2 separate regions of the Anas platyrhynchos genome follow, and region 1 is linked to region 2. The links are chromatin contacts, called in public Hi-C maps. All regions are on one chromosome and are shown on one strand. The core of a region is the stretch at or near the end of the contact, and the rest is flanking DNA. Distances in the headings are between cores, read along the strand shown.

Evidence for each region. A called contact is a pair of places that touch in the nucleus more often than the background predicts.
Region 1: a contact with region 2 is called in a Hi-C map of subcutaneous adipose tissue, with 2.9 times the contacts expected there. The contact joins two enhancer-like sites. A contact is called at or near these places in 3 of 8 Hi-C or Micro-C datasets (liver, skeletal muscle and subcutaneous adipose tissue).

Annotation. Positions count from the first base shown.
Region 1 is chr1:86,464,211-86,470,786 of IASCAAS_PekinDuck_T2T, forward strand. The region is part of intron 1 of LSAMP (limbic system associated membrane protein); the gene reads left to right. Among named protein-coding and RNA genes, the nearest start is that of GAP43, 430 kb to the right of the region's middle. Within about 2 kb of position 1,386, at least 1 of the 8 cell types and tissues checked has an H3K27ac peak or open chromatin away from gene starts, as enhancers often do.
Region 2 is chr1:86,035,769-86,042,110 of IASCAAS_PekinDuck_T2T, forward strand. All of the region lies in intron 1 of LSAMP (limbic system associated membrane protein), which reads left to right. Among named protein-coding and RNA genes, the nearest start is that of LSAMP, 86 kb to the left of the region's middle. Within about 2 kb of position 3,468, at least 1 of the 8 cell types and tissues checked has an H3K27ac peak or open chromatin away from gene starts, as enhancers often do.

The sequences.
Region 1 (6,576 bases), core at 136-2,635, 430 kb after region 2:
TTGCATCACCTGATTGCACGGCCCTTTCCCATCGGTTTTGTGAAGGCTGACAGTGCGATAACATAATTTGCAAAATGCTGAGGAGAGCCGCTGTGCCGCCGGACAGTTCAAGGGACTCTGCAGGAGGCGGGAGCCGTGAATATCCTGAAATGCTGGAAACAAAAAGTATCTCGTTTTTCTCATCCTTGCAGAGGGGGGCATCTCTGCAGCAAGCTCTGTGTGTGCATGCCTGTCTGCATAGCTTTCCTGCCCGGTGCCTGTAGCACCCTCTGAGCGCAGGATGCCAGCCAACCGCTGGCTCATAATTTGGTGTGGACTATCTGTCGCATGGGATTAGCTTTTCGGATGTGGTTTGCTCTGACAAGCTTTCCTTTTGAAGGCATAGAATTGAAGCTGAATGCATGCAAAGCAGTATCGAGCAGGGTGACAGGCTCTTTTGTGCGTGTACCTGGAGTTGTGCCTTTTACTCTGTGATGCTGAGTACGAAATCCCGAGGGAGATCGCCTTAGGAAAATGGATTTGGAGGTTCTCCCTTCAGGTGCATGAAAAGTCATAACATTGGACTTCTTCTCATCTGCTGCAGGTGCAACTGAGAAAACCGAGCAGCAAGAACAGTATTGAAGGCCTGATCTAGGGAGTGGTCAGGGCTGGGAGAGCCTAGTGTGGAACAGCATCCTTTACTTTATTCTTGCCTTCCTTTTTGTGGAAGTAGCAAGTTGCAGCAGAGGGATCTCTTACCTCTGATTTTCCTTTTTCTTTTTTTTTTTTTCCCCTTCTCTCTGTTGTGCTCCCTTGCTTAAGGGCACCGTGCCCTCCTCACCACGCTCAGCTATTTGAAGCTCGGTGAGTTCCCAGATGCAGAGCGGGCGCAGCCCTCCCTGCGAGGGAGCAATTGCCCTGGAGAGAGGGTCGGGCAGTTAGCTGGAGTGAAAAGGGGTGGCGCGTTGTTACTTCCTCCTGCCTCAGCAGGAAAATCCAAGAGAGAAATCAGACCTCGAGGACATCTCTCCTCCCACTTCGGAATCGCTCAGCCAGCTGGAGAGGAGCTTGAAATACGTCCAGTACCCATTCGGGGAGGCTCAGAGACGAGGCCCCTTCCCTGCGGCGGAGATGCCTCTTGCTCTCTAATCAGCTCTTCTCCCAGAGGCATCGCACAGGCTGTGCTGTCACTGGGCAGCTTGCCTTTCCCCACACCCTGCTTTAATTAAACAACCCAATCTTTGCAGCGACCCTACGCCGCGATGGCTGCTGCAGGACCTGCGGTGCCCGGACAGGCGTAATTACTCACTTCGGAGGCGCTGTGCTTGGCCGTCCAAGTGACAACCCCGTCATCCCCCTGCTTCACAGCTTCCAGCACCTTTTCTCCTGCGGTGCCAGGCCCAACCTCCAGCAGGTGGGACTTGCCCCGGGCTCTCCTGCCTGGCTTGAGGCACTAAGTCCTGCACGGGGCAGAAGGGGCAGCATCAGGGTTTGGCTCTCCCCTTGTCCGGGAGGCCTCGTATAAAGAAGTTGAACGGCTGGGCTGTGTGTCTGTATACACGTTAGTTTACTCTGCACCGTAGCTCAAGGGCATTTGAAGGACTCCCTGGAAAGTGGGAGAAAGAGAAGGGCCTTACAGGTGGGAGGAGGAGGAGCTGCCGTCCCTGCTGGCGCTGGAGATCCTCTGATCCTTGCTGGCTTCCTCCCCGCTTCCCCCCCGGCACGGGGGGGGGGAACGTGCCAGGGAGGGGGAAAAACTCGTCTCTTTAATCCGGAGAGTTGAAAAGGCGTAAATAAATAAATAAATAAGCCTGTTCCCTTAATATGCCAGGCTGAATCGCTGTGAAGGGAAAATGAAAGGGGGGAATGAGAAAATCATACAGTTTGTCCTGTGCAGTGAGGATGTGTCATCACACCCAGGCTTCTAGGTGGTAGGTTTGCACATGAAATGCCCTTATTTACTCTCCCACGCTTTGCTAAAGTGTTTGTATTCTGCAGAGTTGAAGCATTTTTTTTATTTTTTTTTTTTTTAAAAAAAAAAAAGAGTTTGCTTCTCCTGAGTGCTCTGTAGATGGCAGCGATGCGTCCTTCTCCAGGAACAGGAGCTGAGATGCTAAAGTGGAGTAATAATGCCATCTGCTGGCAACATCAGGTTTGTCTTTTGGTGGTTTTATTCTATCCTGAAAGCAGCAGAAGAGTTCAAACTGCTGCATCTCGGGTGTTTGTGCGGTGGAGTGTGTAAAGTAGGGATTCTAATTTGTGTTGGTTTGCTTGCATGTAGATGTCTCATGTAGAGTCCCTCCCCAGCTTTCCTGTAGCCCCCCTTCAGGTGCTGGCAGGCCACTGTAAGGTCTCCCAGGAGCTTTCTCTTCTCCAGGCTGGACAACCTCAACTCCCCCAGCCTGTCCTCACAGGAGAGGTGCTCCAGCCTGTGTGTGATCCGGTCCCAGCAGTGCTGACCTTCTTGGTGCACTGGTTGCAGAAGGTAAGAGAGGCTCGTCCCTGCTCTTCTCACTCCAGAAAAATAATGGCTTAGTCGATGTCCTTTCTCACAGTCTCCTGTAAGTCTTCTCTAATGCTGAAGAGGGAAGAGAGGTGAGGGCAGCAGCCAGCTTGGCACAGTTAGGAGTGAAACTCTGAGCTATCCTTGCACACTGGTACTCAAATAGCTCCAGGCCTTGCTCAGTGAAAGCTGAAAGCATCACAATCCCCTTTTCCTCTCTTCTTATGAGCTCTTTGCACTGACTATGGATGATTGCACTGGAGGGGCAGGTATTTGATCCTGGGCTGGAAATAAGTGGGGTCCATGAGGCACGTCAGGGTGCGTGCAGGCTCCTTCTTCAGAGCTTCAAAAATGATGGGAGGGAGAGGTGGAAGGATGAAGGGGAAGGATTGTTTACTTTCATTGCAAATGCTCTTTGTGAAGACCACCAGTGAAAAAGTGATGAAACTTTGCAGAGAAAGGCCTCTCAGCTTCCAGAGGGAATTTTTAGTGTAGGGAAGACAAGGAAACAACAAAGACTGAACCGTGTGCTGAAAACAAAAAGCAACATTTGTCTCTGCTCTTCCTCTCATGTTTTTCACTCTGCTTTTCACAGATGTTTTCCAATACTCTTAGTTTGTTGTTTGGTTTTGTTTTCTTTTGTTTCACATGCAAAATTTTCCCCCTTTCCCAGATACAGGATTTTTGCCTTCTGGCTGTTCCTCCTCAGCAGCCAGTGTGCCCATGTAGAGGCCACCACCACAGACTGGGAGACTGGGAGGGGAGGATGTAGAAAAGGAGCCAGAAGCACTGAGGAATGGCCACACTCAGCTTGAGCAGGGCAGGGCAGCGTGCGTGGAGCACCTGGAGCTGGTGAATCACGGCTGCAAGTGCCCAGACCCCATAGGTGAGAGCTTTCTGGTGGAGAGACAAAATCCCCTGCAGACAGGGAAAGATGGAACCACCATTTTAATGGCTTCTGGCGCTGAAGGACTGCGTCCTCTGCTTCTCCTCTTATTTCTGCCCACCAGTAGAGCTCCCAGTCCCAGTTCATGAGCAAATGCAGCCCTTTCCCATCCCCTGCGCTACCCACATGCTTCAGGCAGAGACACCGTGCTGCAAGCACTGGCAGTGAGAGCCAGGGAGCAAGGGTGTGGGAGCTGCTAGGGGAAAAGGGAAGAGACAAAAAAAAGTGGTGGGGTGGAGCTGGTGGGTAGGATAGGGGTATGGGGTTGCATGGGCTGGATTTCTTTTTCCTGTTCTGCATCTGGTTGTAAATGTAGTTGTTTCACAGCAATAGCTGAATTTTCTTTGCCTAGCAGAGAGAATAAAGCTCACGCACTTTTTAACTCTTGACAACGTCACGTTACGATGCAGGAGGCTGCACAATGCTTCCCCAGTGCCTATTTGTTGCGTAGAGCCATTTAAAGGATCCTCTTGAATGTGAGTAACAGTAGCAGTGTCTGAAACCATTCCTGCTCCCTGTGCTGCAGCCAACAGAGAGCAGCATAGCTGCACGCCTGCTCTGTCCTCAGCCCAACCTGGTGTGCAGTGCTTTCTGTGCTGCTTATCCACATGCTACTGGTTTTCCCCAACCATGCTCCTGGCTGTGGGTGCCAGTGAGGCCCCAGCACTGCACCCAGCCTCCCCTCTGTGCCACAGGGACGTGCTGGCCCTGGGCACGGGCATCTCTGGGGAGGAATCCTGCACGGGTAGGCAGCTCGCTGCTTGCTCTGGGTGGCTCTGCTGCCAACAGGGGGTGCAGAATCAGTAAGGAGAAATGAAGCAGAGGAGATGTGTTGCTGTTCCTGGTGCAGGGTGTGTTGCTCATCCCAAAGCTATCCAGCAAGGAGGAAATGGAGACAGCACTGTCCCAGTTTCCTGAGCAGCCCCGTCTCATCACCCCAAGGGAGTTCCCTTCTGCTGGCGTTAAGCTGTATGAGCAACACCAGGGCAGGTGGGATGAGCCTGAGCTTGCCTGCTGTGGGAAGCAGGATTCCCGAGCCCTGTAGCACCTGAACGTCACCACAAGAGGAGGATCAGTCCCACAGAGCAGGTGGATGGGCTTGGAAACACAGGCTGAACGGGGGCAGCGTCTGCATGTTTCCTCCTGGGGTGGCAAGGCGATGTGGCTGTGGCGGGGAGATATTGTGCTCTTATATGTTCTTAAAGGGGGAATATATATACCTTGAGTCTGCTTGCACTGACAGGGGATGAGGAGGAGCTGGGTATCACCCACTGCTGTGTCTTGCGTCAAGTGGGAAGAGAGCCCAGGAGCTTTCTGTGAGGGTACTAATATGGGTCCAGGGGGTATGGCAGTGTTGGCAGACCACTGCCACCAGCGCCAGGTCTGACTCTGACCAAGACTTGGGCTGGAAGCACTGATAATGAGCTTCAAAGCTTGTCTGTTGGTTTGTTTTAATCAAATTTGGCAAATGTTCACCATCTCTTGTACTAGGGAGCTGAGCTAGGCAGCATGAGGCTTGGGTTGGTTGCTGTGCCCTGCTCTGCATTTCCCATCTGATACAGAACCGACTGCCCGTCTGTGAGATGGGGCCTGCAGCACTGCCCTGGCTCCAGAGGGTGAAAATGTGGGAGCAGGGGTGCCTGGAGACCATGGAGACTGCAAGGTGGGGAAGCAGGAAATAAATAATGGCCGTGGGAGGAAGGGGAAGTGCGCTGAGCAGAGGGGCAATGCATCCCTTCGTAGCCTTGATGGTGAATGAAGTGAGATCTGGCTCGTGACCTGGTGGGTGATATGTGAGAAATGCCACAGCAGGCTTATTTTTTTCCAGGGATAATAAGAAAAAGGCTGCATCTCTCTATCTGGGGGGCTACGACTATGCAGACGTATGGCTGTGCCACATCTCATCTGCTGGTATCAGAGGCTAAAGCCATGCTGGTACCTTAGCACCCACTTCCAAAATGTGAATGCTTCCCGTGTGACTTCAGGCACAGCCTCGGCGGGGAGGCAGGCTGCATCTCTCTGCTAGCACACGCGTGCACGAGCCACAGAGAATTAGCCAGATGGTTTAATTTGAAAAAAATGAAAAGCGTAAAGCCATCTGCTCTCCTGTCCTGGGGATCATGAACTTGACTTGCCGTCTACCAGTGTAAATTGAATCTCGCAGAGCGCAGGCAGTGTGTGCACGCACCCGGCTTCGAAATCACCGCGCCTGATGGGGGCAAGAGGACTGGCAACAGCTCCATCACTCGAGCTTCTCGTGGCCAGACGTTGCCAGCATGTGTTGCCGTAACCCTTCCACTGTGAGACAAATGCCAGCAAAATAGCTATTAGTTAGGGGAAAACATCAGCTGCCGAGTGCCGTATGGCCCTGCCTGCCTGCAGCTCTCGCAACGGCAGAGGGAGCGCTCGCATCGCTCTTGGAGAGGGATGGGATTGCATCTCTTTCCAAACGGGTACCAGGGGGAGAGCTGCTTAGACTCTGCTGGAACGAGTGGTCTGGTCCTTGATCAGTCCCTGAGATACTCTTGTGTTAGACTGAGCTGATGGAGGAGTGACATTGCCAGGCAAGCAAAGGGACTGCCCTTCAGGGAAGGAAAAGAGAGATGTTTGCTTAGTTGGCATAGAGAGGAGGACAGTAGCTATTGATCATATATTGGAGGGGTCTCCAGGACAAAAAGTTATCATTTAGGCAGCCCTGGATAGGAACTAGGTAGAGCTGAGGAGCCCACATCCTCCCGTCCACACTTGCTCAAACATTTGATTTGGCCCCAATTCCATCCTCACCCTTTTGAGTCTGATTTGTGTCATTATGTCAGGAAAGAAGTTCCCTGGCTGGAAGTGCTGTAGAAACCGTGGCAGTTATTTTGGCGTAGCAAACTAATGTTTAGTCTGTATTAGTAGTGCAGGATTGTTGAGTTAGGTGTTGCCAGCTCTCCTGTTTTATTGTGAGACTTGCAGTTTTTGCTTTGTTTCTGAAAGCCATGCTGTTAAAGTGAAGATATTTTGTCTTTCACTAAAGCAGCACGTTTCTGGCCCCCGTGCTTCTGACAAACAGACTGAACGTGGAAGGTCAAAAAGGAAGGGAGCTAATGGAAGTAACCCAACATTTGTTACTTGGAAAAAAGCAAAGCCCTGTGATTTTTAGCTT
Region 2 (6,342 bases), core at 2,218-4,717:
GCGTGGGTAGGTACAAAGTTAAACCTGGATAGGATCCAGGAGGGAGCAGAGAGGTGTTTCAGAGAGCTTGCGGACGGTTATCTGTGCGTGTCTTTGACTTCATCCAGTAATTTCTTGAGGAAGAGCAGTAATCAACAGACTTTGTCTTTGGTGAGACCCATACTGGTTTGAGCCCCTCTGAGACAGAGGGCTGTCAAAATAGGATTTTGGTTGTGTGTGGAAATGTCAAGCCCACGTGGTGATAAAGTCTCTCTTCTGGTGCAGAGCTGACCAAATGTTGCAGGAGCATCTGAACAAGGTGGGAGCTCTAGGTGCTGTCCTCAGCTCCCTTCTTGATTCACTGGGCAACCCTGCTTGTATCAGATTCCCTGCCTGGAGTCTCTGGAAATGGGTGTAACAACACCAACCGATCAAAGATCTTAACGCTTCACAAGCAAAAATACCAGGAAGGTGCCAAATAATATGGACCTTTATTTAAAGTTTAGGGTCAGGGTGGTTTATAACAAGGACTCTGTGCATTTACAAGCCTAAGCCATGTAAAGTGTACGCAGTGACAGAAAAAATGATTGTTAAAATGCCAGCATCTTACGGCCCAGATCTGACACTTCTGGAGCCTCGTCTGCTGTGATGCAAGATCCAGTCCGGGTTTCATGTGCCCATGTGGACATGTCTTGGAATAAAATACATAATGGATCAAGCTGCCATATTAAATTTAGCTGTTTGCTGTCACATCACCTGGTACACAGCCTGCTCCCTAAATCCCACACTAATCCAGTTGTCTATATCTCCTTTGGTATAAAAGCACATTAGCCTCAAAAGAAGCAGCAGAGCAAGCACGCCTGGTAAAAAGCAGTAATGAGGGGGTTAATATCAAGCTCCAGTCCTAACCTGATATAGCTTTTATGTGTTCTCAGGAATAGCACCTCGCCCTCAGTATATATCCTTGATGCTTTCCTGGGAAGATGATGATTTGCGATTTGTCTTTATCGTCTCTCACACCCATCTTCTTTCATTTGTTTATGGTAACCCCGATGTGTACTGTAGTTTTAGCAGTGTCGATAATGCACCTTTTACCTGGAGTGAGTTTAATGGGATTTGACAGCGACAGGGGATGAGAAAATTCTGTGATTCTATTATTCATCCCATTTCTGCAGCAGTCTGTGTAGATTGTGTGCTATTTGGAGAAAACATGTCTTGGAGGCTTCCTTTCCCCTCTCTTTCTCTATCTGCATCCATCGTTATAGCTTGCTCTCGTCAGCAGACCGTGGGTATCTCTTGTCATTAAAACCTTTTGTGGGAGAAGAGCGGAGAGAGGGACAGGAGGGAGAGCGCTCAGACGCCAAGCACAGCAGATCTGCATATTAAAGGACAGGCCTTATTGCAGCATGGTTATGAGCAACACTGCAAGTCCCCCTGATTTGTCACTCATGTAACTTGTGAGTTTACTGCGTCTGACGTATGGATCTGTGTCCTGAAAGCATGGCAAAGACCCATTAAAATTTCCACAGCATCTGTCTACTTCTGGGCATGGTTTTCTACTCTGTCCTTGTACTACCCCTTGCCAAGCTGCTGTTATGGGGCCCGTGCCTTTGATCTGTTTGAACTACATTCATTGCAGTCTTTTCCCGACCTTTGCTTCAATCCCTGGCTGTTGCTCTTCTTCCTGATCTCCGGGGCTCCTGCTCACACGCTGCTGGGCGTCACGGAAGGCGTCGGAGAGGCCAAGTCTCAGCATGGTGCTGGCCTCTTGGCTCTAACTCCATCATCAATGTGGTGCAGAAATATATAACCGATCCCTCCAGTTAGGAAAGGTAAAACACCCTCTCCAAAGTCCTTCCCGAAAAGGTTAAGAAATTAATTTTGGATGAACATCCTTGCCCTCTGAGCAAGTCTTTGTATTAATGATCTCATGACGGATTGCTCCTTAAACTGGCCCTAGCGCGGGTCAGGATAGAGTGAGAATATTCTCTATTTAATGAGGCAGAGATCAGAGCCTCTAATATTTCATCATTCGTGCACAGGGGAGGAAGGCAGTTATGAGCTTGGAGAGCTGATGGCAGAAGGGGCCCTCGCGAGCAGCTCTCTCGCTGCACAGCCCTTAGCCCCCAAGACCATACTGCTGTAGGTTTCCAGCCTCCTCTTGGAAAAACTAACCTTTATCATTAAGCTCATCTAAATGATTGAATGGAGTATTGGCAAAAGATCCAAGGCTAATAACCCTCGGGACAAAAAGACTTCTTTAGCCTTCAGACAGGTGAGGTACGAGGAGTGTCGGTGCAAGGGGTGTATGGACAAGCTACGGGGCATGTGGAGCGTTTAGCAAAGCTTTGTTCCACCCAGCAGCTTTTGCCTAGAAAGGGTGGGCAACCTGATACCCAGACGCTAGTAAATTAGAAAGCCAGCTTGCAGATCCAGTGGTTTACAAGTGTCTTAATTTATTAATGAGTGGAGGCCATCTCGGTGTGTGTAAATATAGATTTTAAATCAGTTGACATGATGTACGTAAACAATCAAACTTCGGGTGTAGTGCTGAGATGCTAATGTTAAATCCACCTCCGACTCGAGTGCTGCTTTCCAGTAGCTCTGTGCTCTCTGGGAAGCCGTGATATATAGTGCTGTGCAAATCACTGGTGCCCTTAAACTGCAGCTCTGAAATATTTACACATCCAAAGTGTGTGTGTAAATTGGGAGTATTGCAACGCTCCCATAGGGTGACAGAGATTTGTAAATTTTGTTTTCTGCACAGTCCTGCGTTTCCCTGCCGGTGACCGAGAGCTGGGACCCAAGAGCATAAATTCCCCGAATAATTCTTGTGGAACTTAAGGCGAGCTCGGCTCCTGCTCTTAGGTACTAGAAGCAAATCTTTGCGAGGTGTCACAGTTATGATTTGCCCTTTTGGAAGGAGCCGGTAGTGTCTTTAACAGCTCCTGGAGGCACACTAATAACCATGGAGGGTGCTTCTCCATGGCATTGAGTAAGGGCATCCTGCTGGCCATAAGACTAATGAAGGAAACAGAGCTGGAGAAAAGCAGGTGCTCAGTCCTTCCTAACTCATCAGGACTGACATGGAAACTACGAGCTAATACATGTAGAGCTGAGCTCTGCACGTTGCAAATATTCATCATTTTTCACTTATCTCCATCCGGCCAAAATACAAGCTGCCTCAAAAGACATGAGATCTGCAACCACCGATGCTCCGAGTTGCCATCAGTTCTTACAAACTACTCGAGGATGGGTGGGGTTGGTACCTCGGGAGAGGTCTGCTCTGATTTGGAGGTTCATGATGAGGTGCCCTTCCTTCCCTCCATCCATCCGCGGGTGAGCTCCTCAAACACCCATTTGCAACTCAAAATGCAGCCGCTAGATGTCTCTCGGCGCTGATTTGTATTGCCGAGCAGGGTTGAGCCTTGGCGAACAGGAGAAGGAAGCTGGAACTCAAACTGTGCACAGAGGTGAATTTGGTTTAGCCTTGTGTTATGCCCAGTCTGGCTGCTGCTGCTTTGGTTTCAGATTCCATGAAGAAAGTAGCCTCACGGTGTAGAGAGGGGAAAACCCCACCAGCAAGGTAGAAAGGAATAATTGTGGAGGTAATAACAGACCATTTTGGCTGAAAAACAAGAGAAGGTATCTCTACCACTTGTGGTCGTTACTGGATGATATATTTTGTATGAGAAACTTTGCCTTATTTCCTGATTTTAACCAGATTCCAATCTGGATAATTACGTTCTGCCTAATCTCATACTCGCTCAGTGCTTGCAATTCTTCTTCATTTGCTGCCTTAAACTATTGTTGCTTTTAAACAGCTGCTATGTTCCATCACAGAGAAAGCTGCACTTCAGGGAAGGGCAAGCACTTGTCAAATAATATTAATTCAATAATTTATATAGTGTTTTTTTCCCATATTTTGTAATAAATTATTCACCTCATATCATTTCGCATTATTCATCTGGTTAACTGAGGTAGCCTAACAATTTTCAAATGTATTTGTCAAAAAATTTGTTGAATTACTTTTGTCAGCTTTTTTCACAATAAAGGCTTTGACAAATAATCACAGTCCTTAGCTGCCTGGCCCCTGTGGTCAGTGAAGTGGTTTAGATAGATTGATGGTGAACAGTTTTGTAAAACAAAACAGGAAAGGGAAAAAAAAAAAAAGCACAAAGAGAACAGCCAAAGCCTATCTTTGAGATTTTGTATACTGCAAAATGTAAATTATATAAGTGTCAGATCTGTTTGTTAGCTGATCATTTCTTGGATGGCGGCGACTCTGAGGGTAGCAACTTGCTGCCTGAATTGGAGCACAGATGTTGGAGAAAACCTGGCTGGAAATGTGTGGCAGGAGCTATTTGCCGCAACCCACATTCCTGAGAGAGCTTGTGCGCCTCCAAAATATGCAGGCTTAAATTATCTATCTCTGCATTCACTACAGGATTACTGAAATGGTTGTCTCCGAGATTTCTTTAATCTTGGCCCACTTTGCATAAGATGAAGTCTGCTATAGGGTAAGAACGTGTGTGCAGGTGGGAGGCTTGGTATGGATTACACGCAAGTTTTAAATGGCAAAGTGGCCTCTATGCAGCCCCTGGAATACTTGAGCTGGATCAGCCAGGGATAGCGACAAAAGCAAGTTCTCCCCTCTCCCCTCCAGGCAGACAGCACAGCTACAGGAGAGCAAACCGAAAGGTATTGACATGGAAATTGAGATGATCTGGGCTGAAGGCACTGAGAGATCCGTTAACATCATATCAAGACTTATGGTGATGTTATTTGAAGAACTGTTTTTCCCAACCTACCCGAATATTTGTGAATTTGCTGTACCCTTTTTCAATCACTAATGGTGGCCCTTGATAACTGCAAGGCGGATGTGCACAATTCCCCGTCAAGTACTGTGTGACTACTGGGAGAAGGAGAGGACTGACCAAGAGTCTTTGGTACCGACCAAGGACAATAATGCATGTCCTACTCTGTGAGTTAGCGCTTATCTCCTTTTTAGCAGTTTCAGGGTTTGAAGGTGAAATGAAGGGTGGTCAGTGATGTGATGCTGAGCTCTGGGAGCCTTTGGTTCGACTGTTTTGCTACAGGTGACTCAGGACTGCCTCACTTTGTGCCTAGCGTTGTAACAGGAGTGAGTGCATATCAGCATATTACTGCTGATTTCCTATTTAGATACTGCAGACATTAGGACTGCAGAGGTACTCCGGCTATATGCTCAAAGTCTTTATGAAGCATTGATTGGCCAAGAAATGAAAAGCAGCAGGAAGCCACAGCTTTCTGACTTGGGGACGTGAAAGTCTTCCATACAGTTCATCTTGCGCTTTGCTGACATGATCTCACTTGCTAATGTTTTTTGCAGAGCATCCTATGTAACAACATAATTAGTGTAAATTACATTTTATTTTTAAATCATCCCCTTTCCTTCCTGAATTTTTCAAGTCTAAATGTCAACTTTTATGGTAAACAGCGGTATGCTGGCAGCGGCTGAACAGAAATACACTCGTGCAGGTGGAAACCTGCTGGGGAAGTTCTGAGGCTCTGAGTTGAACAGGAGCTCCTATGGGTGAGGTCAGTGTTCCTCTAAAGCCCTGCAACTTGTGCTTGCTTTTGTTTTTTTTTTCTTGCATCCCAAGCCATCCTGCCACATCGGGTATTAAAGGCTTCAAATTATGAGCAGTGCTGGGGGATTGCTAGCATATTCAGATTTTACAGATCAAAGGTAAATGATAATGTTAGAGTGCCAAAGCAGTTCAAACATGGTACAGTAAAAATCCCCCTTCCTTAATATGCCAGGAATTACTTTCCACGCAATACTTGCCTTTCTCCAAAAGATGAAATTCAAAGCAGCCAGAGCTCTGGGAAGTGATGCCATTAACTTTCCTCACCCATTATTTTTCATTTCTGGCCATTCAACTCTGCCTGGCTAACTCTAGATGGCATTAAGAATTCTAACATACTTTTCATTTTGCTTTTTCTTGTCATTATGGTAAGCTTTTTGAGAGCAGGCATGGCTTCCTTGTTGAACATAAGCACGTATCTGGCATCAGGACTTTGTTCTTGAGGGCCTCTTGTCAAGAAAAATAAATAAAATCATTTTGCCAGATAGGAAAGAGAAGATGGTGGCATTTTCGGGAAACTACACAAATTCCCAGTCCAGTTTTTGCAAAGCTAGGAGGATTCTGCAAAGTCCAGATGAAGCCAAAACACTTACCCACATGCCATGTAACCACAATAATAAGCTTGTAGATACTATTAGTTGTAACAGAACCTCATAGTATTCTTGAACACACGCGAAATGAGTCAGCCCATCTGCACTGCAGAGCGGGACTATCACTATTTCCGCTTTAAACA